Regions from separate parts of the Xenopus tropicalis genome. Here region 2 is linked to region 1. A link is a contact called in public Hi-C data. All regions are on one chromosome and are shown on one strand. Each heading gives the region's core, a stretch centred on a gene start, on an enhancer-like site or on the middle of the called end of the contact. The rest is flanking DNA. Distances are from core to core; before and after follow the strand shown. Region 1 holds the start of klf6 (Kruppel-like factor 6). Region 2 has its middle 99 kb from the start of klf6.

Region 1 (4,599 bases), core at 890-3,389:
CAGCAAATTACTGTACAGTCAGTCCTTACCATACTTAGACTGTAAGCTCTATGGGGAACAGACCTCCCTCCATCTATATCTAACACTTCCCATTTAATCTTAACTATATCTGTCGAAATGTACTATTTATGTTCTGTTTGCCGTGTCGGCTCTGCTGATGTATTGTTTGAAATGTATTCTAGAAGCACTGTATAAATACAAATATACATACATGCCGGAACAGGCTCTCTGAAGTGCAAGCTGTATATTTTTAACAGTATCATAAAACAAATAAAAGGAACTTCCTAAACCACTACAAAGTGTAATGTTATTCACCAGGGCTGGCTGTTTAAAGTGTGCAAAACTGAAAGGATTCCCCATGATTACTCACCCTGAATTATTTATGGGAGCAAACAAAAAGTACCTGAAATACTCATTGCATTTACAAGGTAAGCTGCACTCCTCATGGAGATTAATAGGGCCCCTAGCCAGGAATCCATTGGCTTTGCAGGAAATAGGCTAATGCAGAAGAGCAAATTCCAGTTGCTGTCAGTGACAGTAAGAGGAATATGGCTGGGGTAATGAGGATATGTCACTGCATTTTCGGTTAATGGACTCTGCCAAAGGGCAATGTGCTGTTGCTGACACAGACAGCTCCAACATGCCAGTCTGAAGCTGCTTCTCTTCCACTGACCTTTCACATACATTGCAGGGAAGCCTGGAGATGGGGCTGCCCTGGGTTTTCGGATATAATGAGCCAGTTCCTAGGATACCTGCTAGTAAAACAGGGAGAGGGGGGTAAATAACATAGCCAAACAAGTCAGCAATTGGTATTATTTACATGAAAAAAAATACTCAAGTCTTTTGTCTGTAGCCATTGAGCTGTTCCTGAACTACATGTCCCATAATCCTCCAGCAGCCAACACCATCATCCATTTACCATTTTGGAAGAAAGCCGATACTTATAACCTTGTTTTTTACTTAGATTGTAAGCTCTACGGGGCAGGGACCTCCTTCCTACTGTGTCTCATACCTCATGGCACTTACTCCCTGTGTATTTATATATATTTATTTATTATATCACTTGTCCTCCCTGTGTGTAATTGTGTATTCTGTAAGATTGTACAGCGCTGCGTACCCTTGTGGCGCTTTATAAATAAAGTTATACATACATACATACATACATACATACATTTTGCCTATAATCGCAAATTATGCTTCTCTTGACCAGGAAGTCAGGCATGCAAATAAAACAAATACAAATCAAACCAAATATTATATATGTCAACACACATAACAAACTATACTAATCACACAGGTCTATACTGTTCTCCAAGGCTAAGGAATCAGAATATTTGTTTTATTTTTATTTGTAGTAGCCCTTTGGAAGCTTACTGGTTGCTACTGGCAACAGCACTTAGGCAATTTATAACCTATGCCCGTAAATCAAACCCTGTCACATGAGTAGAACTTATATACAATTTTTTATTGCTTTTTCAGCTGCAGTCACCAGCACCCCATACACCAAAACAGAATTACAGCTCGGGAACCCAATATGCGTATAAACGAGATAAAATGGCTCTCGCCAGCGTCAAAGTAACTACCGACACACTACTTGTGATAGTTTTGAACTTATTTTAATGTCAAGTATAGGCTCTAGCGCTATAAGTGAGCCCACACTGTAATTTCAACGCACATTAAGAGCTTATCATTGCCCGTACAAATAATATTTCAGTCAGAGAGCGCTACAAGAAGCGCAGCAGTGCTACTGCTCACATGCGCTCCGAGCGGCCACAGACCGCACTGTACCGAACCGCCGTGTAGTCCTTGCCTTATATACCCATCTAAAAATAGCTGGTCCGTCCCACCAGCTACCCGAGGGGAGGGGGCTGAATTTTCGAATCGAACCAATCACCGCGGCTGTCACGGACGGATTTCGTCACGCCAGAGGCATGCCCCGATGCCCCGCGTTCGCCGATTGGACGCAGCTGACATCATAGAAGCGCTTCGACCCCAACCTGCGCCTGATTGGCCGCCCCGACTGAGCCGGCGTAATGAGGATCACGTGGGGGAGGAGGCAGGCTTGGAGGTTTGAATAGGGAAGTTTTGCAGAGGTTTTACATTTCCAGTGTTTGCAAATATTGTCAGCACTGAGCAAGCTCCTCTGCTCCGAGGGGGGATCCAGCCTGCTGGGCGGCGTGGGGCTTCTGTTTATATGATTATTTCAATTGCTATGCAATGACCTTTGCATGAAACTGTGGAGTTATCATCCCATTCCGGGACGGATTGATTGTGCTTTTCCACCCTTGGGGGATCCTATTGGTTTGGAGCATCTCTCACCTCTGTCGCTTGCGTTTGCCCGATTTCTCCCTGTCTGTAGCGATTTAGTTGCGCTTCCTGTTGACCATGGATGTTCTCCCCATGTGCAGCATTTTCCAGGAGCTGCAGATTGTGCATGACACTGGCTATTTCTCTGCTTTACCTTCCCTGGAGGAATATTGGCAACAGGTAAATCAACACATTTATTTCCTATGTGTCTGTTTCATTCATTGCCCACAACTGTCACCTCCATAGGGGGGTATTAGAGCCAGTGCATTGCATTATTATTATTATTGCATGCCTAAGTGTCATTTATTTCTATTACCCCCCCCATTAAAAAAAAATATATCTATTCAGCTCATTTTTTATAAATCTCAACCCTAAAAGCACCAAGATAAAGGCTAAGTGCAGCCTTAGTGACTGCCAACCTGCAGCTGTGCCTTCAGCTTGCAACTGACAGCTAGAGGCTCACCGGGGGTACTGGGAGTTCTTTTATTTATTTATTTTCCTTTGCTACTTGGATATGACTATTTATCCTAAATGCCTGCCCCTGCAAAAATAATAATGTATATAAATATATATTTTATTACTGCTGCTTTAGAGCCGTGCAAGGCTGACAGTTTGAATGGTACGCTCGTCTGATTTACCAACATGTGCCAATGTAACGAGACTGAAAATGTTTGCGGCTCTAACCATAAACCATTAACCATAAACCTACCGGACTGGCCAGTGCCCTGGGCATCTTCGTTGGCAGCCAGATGGGCATGTAGAAAGCAGTGCCTTAGTTACAGGGGGAAATCAGCAACCACTGCGTAGAACAAGAGCTGGATTCCCGTCGGCTTAACCTTATGCATACCAGACTGGTGCCCAACGCATTGCGCATCCCTATTGGCATTCAAATGGTCACGCACAAGTGATGGTTCCATTTCAGGAAAAAGGAAGAGCTGCACGGTGTAGGAGACTCGTTAACTGTTGCTAGCCAGGCCCCCCCCCCGGTGACAGTTAGAAGCGCCTTCCCATCCAGCCTAGCTTGGGTTTCACTAACCCTGCAAACCATTTTTGGCACCAACATGAATCTTGCAGCCAGTCCAAACTCCACAGCTGGGTCTTGTCATCCAAGCCTCCAGCGTCTGTCAACTTATCCCTGTCATTACTTGCTCATCAAACAGCCATTTTATTTCCCTTTTTTGCTCTATTTTAGATTGTTACCTTATTTTATTATAAAACAAAAACCAAGATTGGGTGAAAACATGGAAAATTTCATTGGGGGGGAATATGAATGTTGCTGAGAATGAAACGTGACAGCGTCTAATTGCCCTTATTCTTTCAAAATATCCATTGTAGTCTGCCCCCATTGTATTCCTTTCCCCCAAACAATAAAAGCCCTTTATTCTGAGATCATCGTGTCAAAAGGTGCCGATTGGATTTGCCCATTGTTTCTTTTTTTATTTTAGAAGAAGTGACTTATGTTTGTCCTTGTTCCCCCATTTACAGATGTTTACGCTTTAACAAAACGAATTAAGAGATCAAATGTCTGGCTGTTTGTTTGGGGGCAGGCAAGGGGGGGGGGGTTGGTTTGGTTTGGTGAGCCAAACACTAATGTGTTACAACCTTCACATTCCTGGTTAATTGTATTCCCCCCTCCATCAAAAGGGCAGAGATCTTCAGAGTGTGATTGAAATTGATCTAAGTAGTTTCCTTCAGGCATTTTAGAGATTGGCTCGGAGCCAAGTCATGTTTTCCCGAAGCCTTCAGAGACCTTTAAAACTAATACAGAGCTCTTCCCTGGGTCTCTGTGCTCATCAACATAATGGGGTATTTAAATTCTTTGCAATATTAAAGTTTAACAGCATCACAATCAATGCTTTTTTTTTTTTTTTTTTTTTTTTTATCCCCCTCCTCCCTCAGGATCAATAAAATGCATTTCCCCCCCCTCCAGATTCTCCTTCAACAGCAAAACAGTTGTTTAATTCTAGGCGGAAAAAAAGTAACCATTGATTTTTTTTTTTTTTTTTCCACTGTGCCATCAGTTTGAGTTATGTGTTCAGTGAAGACCACAAGGAAATGCAGCATTTAGTGCAGTAATATGTTATAGTCCAATCTCTCCTAAGGCAAGGCAGCAGCACAAATATGCCTGGTATTTTAATTGCTGGCCTCTTCAAGCAACAGGGACTCTATATCTTTGGCAGAAAAAGAGCTTGGGTGTAAAAATTATTAACCAGACTAAGAAATGAAAATTAATTGTAAAATCAGGAACCAATTTGGGCGGCGGGGGGGGGGGCTATGGTTTGCTTAAGCTTC
Region 2 (5,323 bases), core at 597-3,096, 100 kb before region 1:
AGGACTATAGAGAGTACAAAGGAAGGCTATAGCTTGCCAAAAAAAAGCTTGAGGTGTTGGGAAAAAAAAGTAATAACCTCTTTGTACTTCCATTAGACCAATCCAAAAAGGAAACATGAATTACTAAAGCACTGCACATAGTATCTTGCATTAACAGTCTAGACAACTTAATAGCAGCTATATACATTAGAATAGCAGTCACAAAATATATGCCATAGTCTTATCATCTCTAGGCTCAATTACAGCTTATCTCCAATAAGAAGTGCAAAGGATGCAATTTTCATCTATATTATACATTCAAACATGGAGGCAGATATAGCCAAGTTCCATCTGGGAAACATGTTAGGACTCATGAAAAATCGAAAAATATTGAGCTTACAGTAGATACACTATAGGCTTCTTTAATCGATTTGGCAAATATTGATTCATATTGATACGTGTTACTGTTGTAGCCCTCAGGTCAGGTTTGGCCATTCCAAAACAGTCTGGGATACTGAATTTCTACTTTCCTACTACGTTGTTGTGAGTTAGGTCAAGATAAATCCAAAAATTGTTATAGATAAGAATCAATCAGTCTACAGCGGGCTCTTTGAAAATTAGTTTTTATTTTCTGATCATAGAAAAATAATAACTATAATATAAATTAATTTGGAGAACATATCTTAAGCTACAATATTTGAAATTATTATGTATGGAATTTATACATCTTTGTTTTGTAGAAATTTTGCTCTATCTTCTAATTAGGTGTCACATTCTGCAGTGGTCTAACAGAGATTTTGGATCTTTCCAAGTTAGGACCTTAACATGGCAGGACTTGTGGGATTCGAATGAAATGGTAAAACACTCAAAACACATACATACATACATCCAAAAAAACATTTTTTCCTTGAAAATGGTGTCCCTTTACTCCAAACAGCAAAACTATATAAACATAGTAGAAAACCCAACACAGAGAAATGCTCCCTCTACAGAATGCAAAGAAAAGCTAAATATTTTCACAAGATATAACAAGGTTATGGCAAAGAGTTGTACTTCAGGTAGTTCAGGCTTTGCACGTCTGGCGGTGAGGATTAAGGAACGAGTTGCTCTAGTGCAGTGATCCCCAACCAGCGGCTCAGGAGCAACATGTTGCTCTCCAACCCCTTGGATGTTGCTCCCAGTGGCCTCAAGAAAGGAGCTGATTTGTAAATCTCTGGCTTGGGGTCAAGTTTTGGTTGCATAAAAACCAAAGGTACTGCAAAACAGCGCCTCCTGTAGGCTGCCAGTCCATATAGGGGCTACCAAATCGCCAATTACAGCCCCTATTTGTAACCCCCGGGTACATTTCTCATGCTTGTGTTGCTACCCAGTTATTTTTACATTTAAATATGGTTCATGGGTAAAAACAGTTGGGTACCCCTGCTCTAGCATAAACTTAAATTGGTCTTGTTGCCATGATGGAAACCAGTTAGGACCCTGTTGTTCAAGCATGGCTTGATAATGGCAGCCCTTAGTTTGCTATTCTTCTTTAACTAGGTTGAGATGTTGAATTTCAGGCAAAACTGTTCTGTATTGGTTGTTTTTAACAAAGAAGCTCATATTCTGTATGAGATCTCTTTTTCCATCTCAAAACAAGCAGTGCTTGGGTTCAGCTTGGAAACGCATCACACAGGTTGAGTTAACAAAATGTTCTCTTGACTATGACGTTGTTTTGTTGCATACCACAAGGTATTTTGTAAATACTAAATTGTTGCTTGTTGCAGGTTTTGCTGCTTGACTCCAGCTTTCCTAATGATTCAGTCATTAGCCCTCAATAAGCCTAAGGACAAAGACAACAATTGCCCCAATCTTCCACCCTGACAGGGAATCCCTTGTCTAGAAAACGGCATTACTGGGAGCCAACAATAGAAGTGTGGTTCTATGGCATAGGTCAAATCAGTGGGAGTGGTTGTTGCTACGATTGCATTGGATTGTTGTTGTTGTTGTTATAATAAAATGCAACAATTCTTGTTATGCCTTGAATATTATAGATAATTAGGGGCATTTATAAGGTATACACAATGGCGCGTATTTATTATGCTGTGTAAAACTAATTTGCCGAAAAAACGGAGTAAAAAGCTGTGTAAAATAAATGGAAAAGATCGCCGTCTGAACGCCGGATATTACGCGCTAAGTTCCGGTGGAAGAAAAAACGCGTAAAAATTTACGCCGTTTTACGCCATTTTTAATGTGTGGCGAATTTTCTCGCCGTTTTTTACACAGCATAATAAATATGCCCCAATGTTTTATGTCAAAACAGTGTAAAGTTTGTTTGTAAAATAAATGGTGTAAAGAGCTAATTGGCGTACTAAGAGGTGTTTTGCTGTTGTTGTTGTGGCAGACTAACTAAAAATACACAATTATTTTGTGTCACCTTTTAGACCTTGCAGAACCCAATCAAGTCAATGGGACAAATTCAGGTTGGAAAGAGTTTCTGTCTGGAAAAGCGGTGTAAAATTTTGTTTAAAAAACAGCAGTGAATTTATTAAGCTACCGCCAATGGCAATATGTCACCCATGCCAACACGTTAGCATAAAAATCATTATAAAGTGGATTTGTATGGTGTAATGTTGCATAAGTGACAATATAAATCAGAGTATTTTCCCACTTTTTGGCACAGCTTTATAAATATAAACTATTAGTTAACATTTTTATTTAAATATATAAGATTCAGTGGTACATTTCGCTATCTTTACTCATTTTTCAAATAATATTTTTTTTTAAAAATCAACAAATAGCAAAATTGCAGACGCATTTGCAATTTATACAACCAAAAGACTCAGTGTTCAAAGACAGCAGCTTATTCCGTGGGTAATTGAAGAGTTATCTGGGGTCAGTGGGACAGATTAAAACTTGCAAAGATGGAAATGTAAACACATTCTTCATAGTGAACACCTCATAGCCACAGGAATGATCTAAATGCAACAATCTATTCTCTGCGGGTTTCAGCCCCAGGCCTCTCAAGCAGCGCTAGGTTGTGATTATAGGCACAATATAAGTAGAAATCAGTAAATTAGTTAAACCTTCCTATTTGATTTAAACTCAAACATAATTACCAAAAGAACCAGAGCTCAAGGCCACATGTTCCCACACATGGTTGTGCACTTTAATTAATTTTATCCATAGTGCCTGACCTAATGGGCATATATGTTATAGAAAAGAGAGATTCAACAGACCATCTCTCAAACTTTGGTACATTTATTTTTCAAATTCTATGTTACATTAGACCTTTGATTGTTTCCCAAAGCCCCACCACCATGCTGGTAGCTTGACAGGATTATTATACTTGTATACAGTAGATTGACAGATGGGTTTTGAGCAAAGATAAGGAATATATAGGAACAAAGGACCCTAGATTGTGTATTGTATGCTCTACTAGGGCTGGGACTGTTAAAGTGGCCATACACAAAAAGCTGGCCATACACACACTGATAATATCGTAAGAAACCTCGTTTCGTACGATATTCGGTGCGTGTATGGCAAGTTGGCGAGTCGACCGATATCGCAGGAACCTGCTGATATCGGTTGACTCGCTGATCGAGCCAGTTAAAAGATTTTGATTGGGCGCTATAGAAGGCGCCTGACCAAAATCTGCCTTCAGGGCTGAATCGGCAGAAGGAGGTAGAAATCCTATTGTTTCTACCTCCTTATCTGCCGTTTCAGCCCTGAATGGTTTGTGGCTGATTGTATGATCTTTCGTGTGACCATCGCCACATATGTGGCCACCTTAAGATCGAGCGAGGTTGCCAAACAAGCAGATCTTTTCACGATATGCCCACCTACGAGTGGGCAATATCAGACTAATTAAAACGGTGGGCATATAATTATGAGCAGTAGTTGCATCCCCCCTTGTATTTTTTTAAGGGATATCTTCCATGTAATGCTTTCCCTTTGTCTTGCTAACTACTCTACTTGAAATGTAACCTTGTTCTTGAGATGTTGATATTAGACTAAAGGTGGTCTTAACGAGACAATTTCAGCTCGTTGATGCTGTCCCCGATCCAACAGAAAAATTAAACCTGCCCAATCCAGATCTGGCCAATTCAAGCCCAGATGCCGGTCTGGAAGGTCCAATGGTGTTGCCCATACATGGGAAAATAAGCTGCCGAATCAGTCTAAAGGACCATTATCCACAGCCAAAATCGACCCATGTATGGCCACCTGTAGTCTATCAACATCTCAAGAGCAAGGTTACATTTCAAGCAGAGTTACCAAGACTACATGGAAGATATGGCTAAAAAAATTCAAGGGGGAGAGGTTGCAAATACTGCCAATGATAATATATTTCAGTTACTTTGGCTTAATCCATAGAGCTGATGGCTACTACCTTTGTACCAACTTTAAATTGTCTCCCAGTCTTACCATATAGATTGGATCAGCACTTGTGCATGCCAACTAGGAGCTGCCATAGTGGATTGGCTTAGTCAGGAAGCAAACCAGTAGCACCCAGGGAGGTTAGGGCTGTGGGAAATAGAACACAAATCTCAAATACTAAGCCATAGGTTCATAAGTTGCTTTAGTTGCTCTTTAAAGGAGTTTAGAATGAAGTATAGTGACAGCCGTTACAGTATAAAACACAGAGAATAATTTAAATGTATTAAAATGTAAGGTGTGCTGAAAAAGGGAATATGGAAGGCTTTGTAGGTTGGTGCCTCAATTTAAAATTTTATACTGAGAGACACATTTCACAACAATCATAAACTGAAGCGAATCTACAGAGCCAGGTAGAAATGTATGCATTTTGAAGAGTATTTGTTGTATAAAGCACAGTGCAAAGTTTCAAAGCTATGTATTGTTTATATTACCCTTGACATATAGGATGTGTTCTGTTACACTGAGATGTCTTGCATAGCAATAGGTTTGAAAAAAATAAAGCCAAACAGCAGGCTACAATGACAGAAGGGGTTCCATAACTTATCTTCTCATATTTACCAACAATGCACATTCCTAAATAGGTGAAAATGAATGGAAGTACATAAGGCTAATTCTGTCTGACCTTTTAGTGCTATATAACTAGCCATCAGCATCATCATCATCATCATCATCAAAACAAAAAACTTTTGCTAACTGTGGAAGATACATTAGGGTTGATTCACTATAGGTTGATAAGCATTATCGTATGCTCTTATGCGTTTAAATTGATGAAAAAAAATTGCGTGATTCGCTAAAGTATTATCGCGTGCATTAAGACGCATATGGCATGCGCTAAATAACACGTGATTGCAAGGTCGTAATTTTATTGCATTGCGTTAATTCTTGCATAGAAATAATACTAACGCATGATTCACAAACACTTAGACGCGCT

What was found. Hi-C and Micro-C count contacts between places; a contact is called where the count stands out from the background.
Region 2: a Hi-C map of neurula embryo shows a contact between it and region 1, with 2.2 times the contacts expected there. The contact joins the enhancer-like site here to the promoter of klf6 in region 1. A contact is called at or near these places in 3 of 5 Hi-C or Micro-C datasets (brain, neurula embryo and tailbud embryo).

The regions. Positions count from the first base shown.
Region 1 is chr6:20,641,799-20,646,397 of UCB_Xtro_10.0, reverse strand. klf6 (Kruppel-like factor 6) reads left to right here and starts at 2,139. Exons shown (of 4, transcript NM_001007505.1): 1 at 2,139-2,487. The coding sequence starts at 2,386.
Region 2 is chr6:20,740,749-20,746,071 of UCB_Xtro_10.0, reverse strand. No RefSeq gene overlaps it. Among named protein-coding and RNA genes, the nearest start is that of klf6, 99 kb to the right of the region's middle. Within about 2 kb of position 1,846, at least 2 of the 11 cell types and tissues checked have an H3K27ac peak or open chromatin away from gene starts, as enhancers often do. A contact at or near this core is called in neurula embryo, where this site is marked.